Linked DNA regions of Drosophila melanogaster: region 2 is linked to region 1. A link is a contact called in public targeted proximity ligation data. All regions are on one chromosome and are shown on one strand. The core of a region is the stretch at or near the end of the contact, and the rest is flanking DNA. Distances in the headings are between cores, read along the strand shown. Region 1 holds the start of lncRNA:CR46113 (long non-coding RNA:CR46113). Region 2 overlaps zfh1 (Zn finger homeodomain 1).

Region 1 (4,374 bases), core at 226-2,725:
GAGACAAAACGGCGGAGAGAGTCGTGTTTTTCACTCGACGGAGGGTGTCGTAATTTCGTTTCGTTGCCAAAAATAACCCAAACTCCATTTTGTTGCCACTTGTCGACGGATGCAGATGATGGTGGATTCGTTAGGCAAGCAGCAGAAGGGTCCAGAACTCCGGCTGCGTCCCTTTTTGCGCCTCTTTTGGGCGGCTGGGGGCTTCAATGTGGGTCTGATTCACGCAGCTCTGCTTACATAAGCGAAATGAAGTCAGCATTCGCCCTATAGACATACATATTCCCACTTAACGAACGGATGTGCTACACTCCAATCGGATTGAAACCATTATGTCAACCAAGGAAACTACATACAAAGTATGTAGTTGGAAAATATTTCAAGAGTTTTCTTGATATCTATGAAATAAAGTTTATGGGTAAAGAAAGTAACAAATACATACTTAGAAGCCTAATTTAAGGTATTAGTTCCGTTTCTATACTCATTAAATCAATTTTTAACATAATGAGTGAAGGTTAGTCCTAAACTATCAAATTTAGCTTTATAGGAATGATCATGAATGTATGAAAGCACTTCAAGGAGTATATATGGCATATACATATCAAATATAATAAATATCAAAAATGCTTTTAGTCAAATGATATATACCAAATATGTTTTATTTGTTTGGTGCCATTCCTAAGGGCAGTTCCATTTGTTTTCGAGTTCATTTTCGGGGAGTAGGGGGTTTCTACGTTCCCTCCCACTTTGTACTTTATCCTGAATCCTCCTTTTGTGAATCTTTCTCCGTGACGCCAAGTGAAAGTGAGCGAGACGGCATATTCGAGCTGAAATTTCATTTGTCCTTTGTGGCAGCAACCACAAGGATAACGGTAGGGGGTGGTAAAAAGAGAAGAGCCAGAAAAGAGGAAGGAGTAGAGGCGGATGAAGAGGCGCACGCACTTTTCGGTTCAGCATTTTCGGGGTTATTTTTTATGCTGGTACACACAACTACAGACATGTATGGGTAATAAACATACAGGGTGCTCCGCAAAGAAGATTCCATAAATTTCAGCTCTGAATTCGTCAGTAGAATGAGAGACTCCGCCCACTCTAGACCAAACAAATGTTTTCACCAGGTAAAAACGAACAGGTAAACTGGAAAATGAAGTCGGAAAAGTAAGTGCTAAAAAGGAAAATGAAAAAATTTAACAAATGGCGTCCGCAGTGCCTAAACTATTTGAATTCGCCATTTCTCATGATTATGAAAGGAATTTAAGGAAAAAATAAGTTTAAAAATATCTAGATTAACGATTATTTGTAAAACAGCTCTTTAAATTAAAAACACATTATAAACAAAGTTCTTAGTGCGGTTTAAAGAAAAAGTTGAAATTTAACAATGTTTCTTTGAAAATAAAGTAATTTTTTGGCTTTACTTTTGGTTTTTATCCTTAGAAAATTATATTTTGTATGGCTTGCACATGTCTGTGCACGTTTGAGCGTTTGTATACCGATGATCTCATGCCACTCGTTTTTCTTATTTGAGTTTGGCAAACTTTTTGTTTGCCAGACTGACCGAAAACTCCCTGAAATTGCGATGTGACCAAGTTTGATAAGCCAAACACAGAAACACATGCAAATATAATGCAATTTTCGCTAACACGCTGACCTTCAACATCAATTTGCGAAGAGAGCGGAAGAAGAGGCGAAGAAGCAGACCCCGGCAGCGAAAAAAAAGAAAAGGAAGTGGCAAATTGACAGAGAGCTAAAAATACACACACACACACACACACGCGCTGATCCACTAATACCAGTGCAAATCGAGCGATTTTATAACATGAAATTGAAATTTGCTGCATGAAAACGAAATTTGCAACATGCCGAAAATGAAACGCAGTCGCTGCCGTAGTCGCAGTCGCCGTCGCTGCCGCAGTTCGAGTTGGAGTTGCAACAACCGCAACCGCGAAGGAGCGTGGATGAGAAGGAGCGTAAGAGAGAGAGAGAAGCGAGAGTTGCGCGCGCATTAGAACAACAACAAATGCATCGACGGCGTCGACGGCAGCAGCGCTGCCCGCACTTCGGTTTTCAAGTGCAAGGTGCTTGTGTGCCCCACCCCGCGCCACGTCCCTCTCCCCACGAGCTATTCAACTTCTATGCACTCTCTTCTGCAATCCTCTCTCTCTCGCGATTCTGCCACTGCAGAACAGACCTTGAAAGCAGATTCTCGAATTGCTTCCCTCGCTCTTCTTCTTCTGCAACTCCTACACTGAAAGCAACAGGATTATTATTGAGATTTGGTGGTATTTATAGAAGAAGACTTCGATTTATTGAAGATTAAATTCCACTCATCACTAAAATTCTTTAATTTGTATCCTATTCCCTTTTGATGGTTTGAATTTAATGATGAAAAGTACGATTGTTATGGCATATTTTTAGTGTATTCCGATGTTTGAAACAGAAGAAGCGGCGGAGTTAGACTTGAGTGGGCAGAAGAGTAGAACAGGCCTCATATTCGCCCCTCCCCCCTTTGAATTTTCGCTATTCTCATCTGTGCTGCCCACTTTTTGACATTTCGCCCACTTTTTCCTGTTCTTCCGGTTTTTGTTTTGCCTGCTTTCCTGTTTTCGACCCATAATCCTGTCCCGCAAAAGTCCACCTCTTCACTCTTACCGTCATCTTCTTCCCCCTCCCCCGGGATCCCTTTCTGCTTCGAAGATTCGCTTATGTAATTCCCAAAACGTGTTTGGGACTTGGGGCTTTTGTGACAGCATTCTATGTATCGAAATTGAATGACATTTCTCTTGTTTTCTCTTATTTCGCAGGGAAAAGAAATATCGAATGGGGGATATTGCGCAAAGGTTTGTACATATTTTTATGCGAAAACTTTGGGGGCTGGTTTGTCTACATAAAGTCCCAGTTGTCAACAACTCTGTTTACCAAAAAAAAAACACTATTTGGCATTCGTTATTTGAAAAAATGCATTTAAACTTCTATCTTGATTTTAGTACAAAGACCTTTAATGAGGTCGTATTCATATTTAATTAAGTGAATAAGATTTCACAAGAAGAGTGGAATTAAAACAAATTGTGAGGATGCGTTTTCTAACTTTTATATCTTTATTATAACATGAGCATTGCCATAAATGCCAACTATCTATACAATTCGATAACAAATGAATTATAAAACACGACTATACAACTTCCCCCCATATCACTATATTTTTAACTGCTATTCCTTTATGCTCCATTCAATTGATTTTCCCTTCTGACCATTTTGTTTTGCACTCCCTTTTGAATTGGCAGGAACAAATGAGTCATTTGTTTTCCTTTTTTTAGCAACTGTTGTCCTGTTCACTCTCCCCGTCCTATTCGGTGCTCCTCCTCTCACGCTCTTCCTCTTTCGCTTGGCCATTATCTATGCCAATGTTTTCCTGTTGGCCCAAACTCCTTGTTTTTTTTTTTTGGCTGGCAACTCCAACAAAACACGTGGTATCAAAATGCTGGCCAAAAAGCCGTGGGCCATAAATAAACCTCAATCCTGGAAACCCTGGAAACTCCGTTGGCGGACAGGGAGGGAGTTGCCCACTCCCACTCCTGCTCCCTCACTTTCCCATTCTTCTGGAAGGGGGCAACAACAAAAGGCAGTAATATCTCCAAGGAGCGAGCGAGAAGGATGGCCAGACCAACTCCATCATCTTTCTCCCTCTAGCACACAGTCCCCACTCCTCCTGCTCTCCCGCTCCTTCGCTCTCTCTTTCTGTTCCTCTCTCTGCGCAAGCTCCGTACAAAAACACCACCACAGGCAATTGGCAACTCCCCTTGTCGGCTCCCCGCCTCTCCCTCACCCAATCCCTGGCTCCTCTCCCCACCCTTCAGCAAACATTTTTGCGCGTGTCGCTCTCTCGACTCCAAAAACTCCAAAGAGAGTGTGGGGAAGGAGCGGGGGAGAGCGGCAGGGAGAGAGCAGAACTTTCCATGTTCTTGATCGTGAATTTTCTATGCTACTGGGGCCTTGAAACCTTGAAAAATTGTTGGTGGCCACGAATTGAGTCGAAGTGGAGCGAAAGAGAGCGGGAGGAGTGGGCGGTGTGGGCAGGTTTTATGTGTGCACGCAGAGCGGGAGAGGGACAGAGATAAATTGGAGTTTGGCGCAGCATTTGCCGCATTACGTCAGTACGTCAAATGGAAACTGCTGTCTCTTCTTCCTTCTCCCGTCTTCCCATCCCCGTGTTCCTGTGGAGCCTTGTTTGTGTGCGTGGAGAATTCTGGAATACAATGGTGTTTGAGTTAATAGGAATATTTATTTCATTTATTTACTTTATTTTATTTTGCATTTGTAATTTGATTTTAGGATAGACTATATTCTGTTGCCCGCAACTGTATTGGTATGCTCGCTTTC
Region 2 (4,024 bases), core at 1,200-3,699, 520 kb before region 1:
CCGTGGATCCGGAGAAGCTGCGCTCGAATGACTCCACCATGAGCAGCGGCGATGATGTCGACCAGAACGACCGCACCTTCCACGGCTTTTTCGAATTTACCTTCCGTCGCTTCTTCGACGACAAGCAGCCGCCGGATATGACGGACGATCAGGCGCCGGTTTACGTCTGAAATGGATGCTCTCCATGTGCCCAACACCAACACCCCGCCCCCGAATCATTGTTAGTCAAATAGTCACAAAAAGGGGATAGAAACCATTGAGTGGGCTTGCATTGTAAAGGAAGCGTGGCTATAGAATGAAACTATCTATATACATTATATAAATTATAGGAGACAGTAGAGGCGGGAGCTACGTATATACATACAAATAATATACATATATTTGATATATATATATATATATATGCCGTAGGGCATGAACTGAATAAATATAAAACGGAGCCGAGTAGAGATGAAACGAGAGGAGCGAGTCAGGACCTTCGACCTTTAACTGAACATAGTATATCCTTGTGCACTACTACTCCACAACAAATATATATTTTTAAATTGTTAGAATTCAAAAGGGACCAACTGGAAATCGAACCTTTCTGGTGCTCAAAGCAAAGCAAAACAAAACGCCTTAAACTAAACGAGACGCGAATTTACCCAACCACTTCACTCCTCTCCTTTCTCCACCTCCGATCGGTGGCCGGATTCGAACTCAGCAGGCTGGTTGCATCCGGCCATCCCATTTACTTCCCATTCAGAATTGAGATTGCGAGGTGTGCGATGGAGAACGAACGGAGACCAAAAGTCGCACGGCAGCGATATAAGCGGGTCTTATAAGCCTAATCTAAATCTAAACTGGGAGAACAGGACCCATGTATGTGTAATTAGTGTCCTGCTATCCAATTCGTCTATCACTGCTCTTCAACTGAGTGTGCCCCCCCTCCCTCCCTCCTCATCCCATCCAAAAGAACAAACTTAGACGTAGCCTATGTGAAAAGCTAGCAATGTTAGACCAACTTGTTGAATGCCAAATGAAATTGTTTAGCCCCACGAGGAAAACGCGGGGGAAATTCAACACTTATTCTCTGATAGCAAACGGAAAAGAAAGAAAAAAAAAACAGAAACAGTACGAGAAAATTGTAATCTTCTTAATGTAATATTGTAAAGAACACGTTAATTGTAATCTATGCTAGAGTTGTGTAGCGCCCTAAGATGTTTTTTAGTTTATAGACCGCTAACCGTAATCTAGTTTAATTCCTAACACTAAGCGAGAGTACAGTACATTGGTTTTTTTGTTTGTCGTAGGTTCGTTGGAAAATGCTTAACGGGAAACGATTTGTTTTTCTCTTTAATTAGCTTCAGTTTGTATGTGCGTGTGTTTTTATTATGACTTATATATAGTCCATCTGAATATTCGTGGATGGAGCCTATTTTAAATGTGAGATCGAGCTAATTGAAGGAAATACAAACAAACTCTGTGTGCCTTGGCCAATTAGTTTACAAAAGCAAATTAATAAATGGAAAAGAAAACGTATGCAGGCGTCTGAATTGTGTTCTGGGAATGTGGTAAAAACTCTAAATCTCTATTTTGGTGGTGATTATTTTTCCAAGTGTAATTGAAAATATCAATTTATGTTAACATTACAGAAACATTAACGGAGGCACGTGGCGCCACCTAGTGGAGAGTGTGTTCACTGCATATATTCGATATAAATGTTTCTATCGATTAATCTCTTACAGACATGGTCACACTGGTGTTAAAGGGCGCTCTTTTTAAAGTTGTGTTTAACTTTTCTTTTCTTGTTCAGAATTTAATTGTAAAATATTTAGTATTTGTTTAGCCTTCTCCCGAATTAACCCCGCAAATAACAAAGAGCTGCGCTTAAATTTTAATAATTTTTTTTTATTATTTTCACATTGTAAATTTAATAATTATAATAATTGTTTGTAAATTTATCAAGACAAAATTGTTTTATTCATTTATATGAATGCGCTTTTATCCACGTGGCTTAATTTGATTAAAATACATTTATGCGTAATATTTGAAATATAAGTTACTTGAATCGCTTCTTCTCTCAATATTCTCGGTTACTTTTTTTTCGGATGTTTGGCGGTGTTTTTTTTTTTGTTTTTTGTTTTTTGGTGTTCTCTGACGAGCAATAAAATGAACATTTGATGCCGTTTCAACGAGGTGCTTAACTTAGGGATCGCTATTGTTGGACATAAAGTAAAACAAATAATACAAGTGTAGTGGACTTTCCTGCTCCGCATATTTACACATACAGTGGGCGAACAACTTTAACAGAGAGCGGGGGAATTGGAAAAGTTGGGGACTTGGTTACGTGGGGCTGGGAGCACATAAAACGATCCTCCTGCAGTTAAGTGTGTAGCGTATTTAAATAACTAACAATTGTTTATGTACGTGGATGTTGTGTTGTGTAGTATAGTGTGTATTTCATATAAGGCCCTAGAGTGCAAATATCCATCACAAACCACATAGTATTTGCGCTTAAAAATAAGTTCTTCTTTTAGTGTTTAAGTTAACATTTTGTTGTTGTTAAGGGTTTTTTTTTTTTTATTCAACTAGGCTAAGTATTTACGCGTGTAATAGTAATTATTGTTAAATTTATGCTAACGTGTGTGCTGGCTGTATCTGAAATCTGAATTATTCCAACTCGAGTTTAACAGTTTGCGTTTGTTTGCATTTGCATTTGCTTTTGCTTTTGGATTCTCTAGCTTTTGTTCTTGCGAAATAATTTACAAAAAATATATGTATATGTACACATATATATATATATATATCGCCGCCGATCGGCCTCCTCCTCGTTAAAATACAAGAATATAAAAACTAATTAAGTATTAAATGCATTTTTTTGTGAGTTTTTCTTCCTCTCGTTTTTTTGTTTGCGTGTCTGGAAAAGCAAGAAAATCATGGGCGAAAATTCCTTGGACAAGTTAGATATCAAAAAAAAAAAGAAATGTTCGTTGTTCTGGAAACCTTGTTTGTCTTCAACTAATTATAGTCTGCGGCTGAGTAAGAAACGATTTTAATTGAACTTTGACCTGACCTTCACATCTTCTTTCTCTCGGCTAGCACGGCAATCGAAAGCATTATCAATTATTAGTCATAAATTTATTGTCATGGCAAACATTACGATAGTTAATAGGGGCTTTGGTTGGTTTCGTTTTCATTTTCTTTTTCGATTTTTGATTTTTGATTTTCGATTTTTGATTTTTACATTTAGTACGCACATGGAATTTTGCTAATAGATTTCGCGAGACTTTTCCAAATGATTTCCTTTCGCTTTACTTGCTAGTTTTATATGAATATTGTGAAACGTTTTAATCGTTAAATAATCTGTAATAAGGCCAAATTAAGTTTTTCTTTTAAATATTAGTTAGCATTAGTTTAGTTTAGCATTAGATTTAGATTTATATTTAGATTTATTGGGTTGTCGAGTGGCAAGCGGCAGCCGGAGGCCCTAAATGCATGACGTGCACCTTTTGTGTGGGGCGCGGCGGCTCTGGCCAAATTGGAATGATCTTGTAGGTGTTTTGTGCTCATTTCGCGACTTAGTGGGGAAGAAGTTTAAATTTAAAGCGTAGTTCGCGAACGACTGGGGTTTTCCTTAAGTAAGTGAGCTTGAAACGCGCGGCAAGCGGTGGGTTTTCCATTTAACATAAACTATATACGAAATGGGGGCGAATGGGGCGGCGTGGGCGTGGACTTTACAATGGGGTGGCTTTAATACAGTGTCGCTGCTTAATACTTTTGCATCTGGGTTTGTAGCTTGTATTGTTGTATTGTTGTATTGTCTGCTTGTATATTTTCTTCATTTCATTCACTTTCTCTGCTTTCTTCTTCTGTGTTGGTCCGGAGGTTGTGGGTGGAAAATTCCTTTCGAGCGGTTGTGCAATGTCAACCCAGCCTGGCTTAACCGAAAACTAAAAGTTACAGCTTAAAAGAATACACAATCGTTGAAAATATACATTCATTCCATCAAGGAGTGGGCTTTTTTTTACTAACGATCGAGTTT

Evidence for each region.
Region 2: a targeted proximity ligation map of the Kc167 cell line shows a contact between it and region 1, with 2.1 times the contacts expected there. A contact is called at or near these places in 9 of 107 Hi-C or Micro-C datasets (the Kc167 cell line, the S2 cell line, embryo and 1 more) and 2 of 7 datasets of targeted methods (both in the Kc167 cell line).

The regions. Positions count from the first base shown.
Region 1 is chr3R:30,270,656-30,275,029 of dm6, reverse strand. It overlaps lncRNA:CR46113 (long non-coding RNA:CR46113), which reads left to right and starts at 1,475. Exons shown (of 1, transcript NR_133485.1): 1 at 1,475-2,268.
Region 2 is chr3R:30,787,121-30,791,144 of dm6, reverse strand. It overlaps zfh1 (Zn finger homeodomain 1), which reads right to left. Exons shown (of 5, transcript NM_170522.4): 5 at 1,943-4,024. It overlaps wts (warts), which reads left to right. Exons shown (of 8, transcript NM_170524.2): 8 at 1-1,520. The coding sequence ends at 170. Among named protein-coding and RNA genes, the nearest start is that of mir-1013, 2.6 kb to the left of the region's middle.